Regions from separate parts of the Macaca mulatta genome. Here region 2 is linked to region 1. Evidence: chromatin contacts called from public Micro-C data. All regions are on one chromosome and are shown on one strand. The core of a region is the stretch at or near the end of the contact, and the rest is flanking DNA. Distances in the headings are between cores, read along the strand shown.

What was found. A called contact is a pair of places that touch in the nucleus more often than the background predicts.
Region 2: a Micro-C map of CD4 T cells shows a contact between it and region 1, with 19 times the contacts expected there. The contact joins the promoter of TNFAIP3 here to the enhancer-like site in region 1. A contact is called at or near these places in 7 of 14 Hi-C or Micro-C datasets (CD4 T cells, blood, fetal cortex germinal zone and 3 more).

What each region holds. Positions count from the first base shown.
Region 1 is chr4:42,809,992-42,813,486 of T2T-MMU8v2.0, forward strand. No RefSeq gene overlaps it. Among named protein-coding and RNA genes, the nearest start is that of TNFAIP3, 150 kb to the right of the region's middle. Within about 2 kb of position 1,945, at least 6 of the 40 cell types and tissues checked have an H3K27ac peak or open chromatin away from gene starts, as enhancers often do. A contact at or near this core is called in CD4 T cells and blood, where this site is marked.
Region 2 is chr4:42,959,456-42,962,950 of T2T-MMU8v2.0, forward strand. It overlaps TNFAIP3 (TNF alpha induced protein 3), which reads left to right and starts at 1,816. Exons shown (of 9, transcript NM_001261344.1): 1 at 1,816-1,868. LOC114677502 (a long non-coding RNA gene) reads right to left here and starts at 2,566. Exons shown (of 2, transcript XR_003728821.2): 1 at 1,968-2,566.

The DNA of each region.
Region 1 (3,495 bases), core at 695-3,194:
ACAATTATTTAATACAAAATTTCAAGGCATAGAAAAGGTAATCCTTTGGTGTCAAGTTACTCAACACAAAGTCATAGTTATTACATCTTGGAGAATAAAGAGCCTTTGTTAGAGATGATCTGTGATTTTTGAAGATCATATTGATTTAGAAAATGGTAGAGTCAATATTGGAATCCAGGGGAAAATAAGAGTTGAAATTCTTAAATGAGTCAGGACAAATGATCAGAATCACCTGGAGACAAAACTATCCACTTTCAGGTTTCAATAATCCCACCTGGCTGTCTATGCTCCCTAAAGTCATTGAAATACTGTTCCATGCTTTAATTTAATTGTTTGGATATGGTCATAGGCTTTGTAATAAACTCTAATTTAAATAGATCAATAAGATCATAATTACAGGTACTCCTTTAATAGTCTTTACTGTAGACTCTGAAATGACAGAGAAAAACTTTCTATGATAATTAACAGCCAAAACAAAAACTAAAACATTCTAATCTGATTTCAAAGATATTTCCCACTGTTAATCATGATAGACCAAACCATTAACTCATAATGGGTTAAGGCTTTAAACATAGAAACTGTCACTCACTGAACTTGACCATAAAATAAGTGGCTTCTAACATTTTATTTTCAATATATCTAGGCTTAACATAGATTACTTGTCACATGAAAATCCCAGCTGATGATGCCTGCAGATGAAAATAGGGTGGTGAGAGTTTGGCCTTTGACATAGCAAAGCTCTGTTTATGGAGACACTGCTTAATGGTTCAGAACACAGACTCAGGGCTTAACTATCTGGGTTTGAATTCCAACTGTCCCCTCTTACCACCACCAAATTTCTACCAGTGTGATCCTCACTAAGTTGACATCAATACTCTGCACTTTGGTTTCTTCATCAGCGAAGATAATAATCTACCCAACCCTAGGGTCTTGTATGGTTTAAGTGAGATAATTTTGTCTAGAGGGTTTATGACGTGCTCTCTCCATGTAAGTACTAACACTCTGGGTTACTGTGTAAGAGGTGGTGCTTGTTTGGGTTTTAGCTCTTCATAAACCAACCACAGGAAGATGTGGTGGCTTGATATGAGCAAATGCTTGTACTGAATTCTTTTTCAAACCATTCCTGGCGTGTATTAGAACCTAACCATAAACAATATGAAAAGACCTGCCTTTCAAAAAATTTGATGTTATTTGGATCCTTTTGACCCTACTATTTTTAACTTAGCTGATGAATGATATTCACATTCGAGATGCTTATCCCATTTAGGTATTATTCAAAGAGCTTGGAAAAGCAATAAATGGTGGCTTATATTTTAAGAAATAATTTTATATTTATCATGACTGTCATATGCAGAGCACTTTGCAAGCCTTATGGAAGAGATGCAAAAATCTTAAAATATGATTGCTTAGGCCAAAGTAGCCTATAGTCTTATCGGAGAGGTGAATATATATTCAGAAGATAAATTGAACCAAGCTGGGTGGTGGCAGTATTAAGTGTAACTAAAATTAAAGTTTTCCAGTCTCAGATGCCAAATTACAATGCTGGAGTTACAGCCTTCCAATTACTTTTAAGCCCCATGGATATGCCAGAAACAGAGAATCCTCCTGGGGCCTGAGGCAGTAGGTATGGGCAGGAGAGCAGGTCTTAGAGAAGAGGCTGCTTTTCATTTCCATCCAATGGTGTGGCAGTGGTGAAGAGTCTACCTACTTTGCTGGCCTTGGAAAACAGGATAAATATCAGGCATATTTCTTTAGTACACTCGGATTTTTAGGAGCTTATTATCTCATCAAAGAGATGAGTTATATGCCTCCCAAAACTGATCATTTCATTCCCTACATAAAGCCCATTACTGTCTTTCAGGACAAAACCACAGTCCTTAGCAAAGCATACAAGATACTGATGACTTGCTCCTGTCAGCAATAGTTAGGGGTGCTTTCATCTGCAAGTAATAGGACATTCAATCAGCAGTGGCTTCAACCAGTGCTTCTTAAGCTCTAGTAAACCTTCCAACCACCAGGGCTTCTTATTAAAATGCACATTCTGATTTAGGAGGTTGGGGTGGGGGCCTGAGATTCCGCATTTCTAACAAGCTCCCAGGTGATGCTGATTCTGCTGGTCTAAGACGAACCTTGTGGATAGCAAGAGCTTAAAAAGAGCTTTAAAAGATGGAGTTTTCTGGCTCTCATATAACAAGAAATCTGAAAGTTGTTCTACACTTGATTCAGAAGATCAACAATGTCAGTGCTCTGGGATTGGCAGATCAGGGAGTGGCAAACTATGCCCCGCAGGCCAAATCTAGTCCAACAATTGCTTTTGTAAATAAAGTTTTATTGAAACACAATTGTTTATGTATTTCCTATGGCTACTTTTGCACTAAAATGTTGGAGCTGTGACAGAGACCATATCACCCACAAAGCCCAAAATGTTTACCTTCACCTGGCCCTTTATAAAAATAGTTTGCTGACCTCCAGCTTAGACATCATTATTTGCCTCTGATCTGGGCACTTCTCCTCTCTAAACTCAGTGAGGACTCTGTTAATAAGGAAGAGAGGGAGGAGGGAGCCATGTCTGCAACGTGACTCCTCTCACATCCTGCCATCCTCTGGTGTAGACTCACCTTGCAGCCATGGCAACCACAGGCAGTTCCCCAAAGGCATCATGCTTCACTGTGGCTTCAGAAAATGCCATGTGGGTTTTGAGGACAATGAGATCAGAACGTTTGCCTTAAACAATATAAAGGCTTAGAGGCTGGGCAGGTAACTATGGGGACGACACGGAGGTGGCCTCAGGTTCCAAGCTAAAGCATTTGGACTTACAAGTCATGGGGGTGGGCAGTGGCAGCCTTGGGGATTTGTAAAGCATAGGGTCAGTTTAGTGTTCTATGCATGTAACTCTGAGAATACTGGGCAGATAGCCTATTTATTAGTCTGTTATGACTGACATGAAATGCCACAGACCAGGTGGCTACAACCACAGAAATTTAATTTATCACTGTTCTGGAGGCTAGGAGTTCAGATCAAGATGCTGGAAAACTCATCCTAGTGAGGCCCTCTGGCTGACTTGTAGATGGCCGCCTTTTCTCTGTGTATGAGCAGAGAGAAAGAGTAGTGCCTCATCCTCTTCCTATAAGGACACAAGTTCTATCAAATTAGGGCCCCATCCTTATGATCTCATGGAACCACAATTACCTCCAAAAACACCCCGTCTCCTAATACAGTCACATGGGGTTAGAGCTTAAACATATCAATCTAGGGATGGGCGGGGACATAATTCAGTTCATAACAGCTGCTGGAGGGAGAAATGTATGTAAGGAGACAAGTTGGACCTACCCATGAAATATTAGAGACTGAGAATACAAGGTCTGATCTAGAAAATTGGGTTCTAAGAATGGAAAGGAATGAATGGGTGACAAAACAGAGATTGTTTTTTAAAAAATCAGTAGGTCTTGGTAACTAAATGAATTCAAGCAAAGAGTGATTGTGTCTGACAGCTGT
Region 2 (3,495 bases), core at 566-3,065, 150 kb after region 1:
GAAGAAATTCCAGCCATCGGTTTTAAGACCAGAACCAGTCTTCGGAGAGGCCACTAGTGACACCCTGCTCTAAACTTCTATTTTTTTTTTTTTTTAGACGGATTCTCGCTCGGTCGCCCAGGCTGGAGTGCAGTGGCACGATCTTGGCTTACTGCAGGCTCCGCCTCCCGGGTTTACGCCATTCTCCTGCCTCAGCCTCCCGAGTAGTTGGGACTACAGGCGCCTGTCAACACGTCCGGCTATTTTTTTTCTATTTTTTAGTAGAGACGTGGTTTCACCGTGTTAGCCAGGATAGTCTCGATCTCCCGACTTCGTCATCTGCTCGCCTCGGCCTCCCAAAGTGTTGGGATTACAGGCGTGAGCCACCGCGCCCGGCCTGCTCTAAACTTCTTTTTGCCAAAACAGTGCCATCCTCCACCCAGCTCGCATCCCCATCTCTGCAGGTACTTACGGGCGAGAGGAGGATACTTTTCTAATTAAAAACCTGTGATATATGGCCTGACGAGTATTCTTAAATGTAATTAAAGGGACCACAGTACAGAATATTTCCAACTGGTTCTAGTTTAGCCAATCTAGTAAATGATCCAAAGGGTCCCGTGCTTAGAGGGCAGTAAGACAGTAAAAGCACCCTAAGCCTCCTCCCTGCACAGGACCTGCACCCCCACTGCCCAAGGGACTGCACCCATCTCCACATGACTCACTCTCCCTATGCAACGCATGGGGGTGGGGAAGGGAGCGCCAGTATTATCAGCCATCAGCACCCTGGGGTGAACTGATAATCAGGACAACTAAAAACACACCTAATAAAGCCTTGGAGACACATGGCAAGCACGGTGATGGACTAGAAGCGATTTCTAAGCTGAAATGCTGCTTGAATGCAATGTCAGCTGGATGCTTGGTGAGCAGAAATAGAGAAGGGGAAATGGAGCAAGGGTGGCATAGGGGTGAATGTTGTTCTGATTCCTAAGTTTACCTAAGATTGGGGCCACGGGGTCGGGTGTTCCCTGGGACCTACGTCTCATGCAGCCTGGGGTCCAGAGCTGGCAGGAACAATGGAGATGGGGACCAAAGGCTGTCACTGCTGCTTTTTCTCGAAATTCCCGCCCGGGTCCTGTCTGGGGCTCCCGCCTACGCGCTTATCACGTGCACAGCCCAAACTTTTCAGAGCCAGCCCGAGGCCTGCGGGCCCGGACGCCAGGGTGGTTTTTAGGGTTTTCTTTTTTTCTTATTTCCCTTCTTCTTCTCCACAGTTGATGATTTTCTGCAGAAAAACAACTGCGAAAAAGAACCTATTTCATTTCCAGTTCCCATCACCGCGATTTCCACATGGATGTGACGTGACCCCAGCTTCCGAAATGCCCAGGTGACTCACGCGGGGACACCCCGGGGCGGGGCGAGGGAGTTTCTCCCTGGGCCCGCGGGGACTGGGCGGGGCGAGGCAGCGGGGCGGGGCAGGGAAAGGGGGCGGGTCGGGGCGCGGAGGCCGCGAAAGCCCCTCGCCCCCTGCGCCCTCTGGCGGCCGGCGGGACGCAATTCGCAGCCCTACCCAGAGAGTCACGTGACTTTGGAAAGTACCGTGGAAATCCCCGGGCCTAGACCCGCATACAACTGAAACGGGGAAAAGCAGACTGCGCAGTCTGCAGTCTTCGTGGCGGGCCAAGCGAACTTGGAGCCCGCGGGGGCGGAGCGGCGATAGCGGCCGCCAAGAGAGATCACACCCCCGGCCGACCCTGCCAGCGAGCGAGCCCGACCCCGGGCGTCCATGGAGCGTCGCCTCCGCCCGGTCCCGGCCCCGACCTCCGCCTGCTGGGCGCTCCTGCTTTGACCCGGACTTGGGACTTTGCGAAAGGATCGCGGGGCCCGGAGAGGTAACCACTGCGCCTCCCAGTGCCGTCTGCCTCGGGCTCACCGCAGCCTAGGGCTGCGGATGCATGTTGGGCAGCGACCCCCGGGCTGGCTCCGTCTACCTGGCGTTGGTTTTGCAGCGCTCCTGGAGTGGGAGTTTGTTGGACGTTTGTTTCTGTCTGGGTTTTGAAGTGCTGGGAGTTGAGGTCACCGCTTCAGAGGTTGGAGTGACAGCCCTGGATACCTCCAGCCAGCTGTTCCTTTCGGATAATGCACGGAACTTAAGCTGCAGCTGACTGGTGAAGAGGCGCCCCTCGGGCCCTCTGATCGGGTGGTCGTTGATGCTTTGCTCCTTTCGTGTCTTTTTGGGAGCCAAGCGTTGCATGCTCCTGGCCACGTAGACCTTGCAGAAGCGCTGCGGCTTTTTCCCAAATTGTGCAGGGCCAGCCCGACGGGGAGTAGGGTACCGCAGTGGCCGCCAGCCCGGCGGAGGTGGGGGGCTTCAGTCCCAGAGACAGCTTCCCAGACGCTCAGGGGTCCGTGCACAGGGCTGGGGTCCTGGCGCAGGGTCTAGCTTTTCCAGCTGCAGCAGTGTAAGAGAAGTATGCATGTAGACATGGGTCGCTGGCGCCTGCTCCAGCCCCTACCCCACGGTTAGACTGTCTTTGTCAGCCGGAGTCGTCCCACATCCTGCCACCTGGCCTCTCAGGAAAGCAGTGGCATTAAGTAAGGAAGGAGCTTAACTCTTTTTGAACCCGCTTTGTTTTCAGTTCTCCTCGCCTCAGATCTTCTTGCCTTGGAAAGCCAGTCTGGTCAAGTGTCTCAGGGCAGCATTTTGGTGGAACCATTGTTAATTAAAGGGGCTTCTGGACCCGCAACCTTAATGTACTGGATTATTGAGCAGCCAATGAATGCTTCATTCTCATTGTTTAAGGTGCTGCTTTGATTTTTTTTTTTTTTTCAATTCTTAGTACTATTTTTGATAGGCACATCCCCAAATTTGGATGAGGTATTTGTTGATAAATAATTCATCAATTTCCACAACGCAGACAAAAATATCTGCCCAGAGTGGAAAAATAAAACAAGGGGGAGAAGAGTTTGAGCAATGGAGAAGTTCTGTAGAATCCTAGTGACAAAAGTTGAGAAATTACCTTTAAATAAGACAGAGAGGTAACAAATGTTAAGAAAAAAAAAAAGTTAAGGGTAATATTGCATTGTTTGCCACTTTATAATGTATCTGAAACATTTATTCTTTAATCTTAAGTGTAGAGAGATCCAAGAACTGGAAACTTGGACAGTGGGTTTTGATTTCTAAGGAGGCAGTTTTACAGGCTGTGCAAGGCTAAACCTACCAATGAGATCACACTGGGGTATCCAATATTGACATTTGCATGTCTTGCATATGGTTTACAGCTCTCACTATTTTAGATCTTTGGTGAAAAATCTTTAGATTCAGAAGAGAAAAAAGGGTCAGACAAGCAAAAAGAGATAACACCTCATTTGTTTAAAATCTTCCTATTGCCCATCTCTTTCCATCTGATTGTGGCAGGCACTGTAGCCACAGGTTTGGTGTTGTGGGATTGCAAGGGGCAGGTATTGAAAGACCTGGCTCCTAGGCAAAACTTCGCCCCTGAATGGCTGTGGGATCTG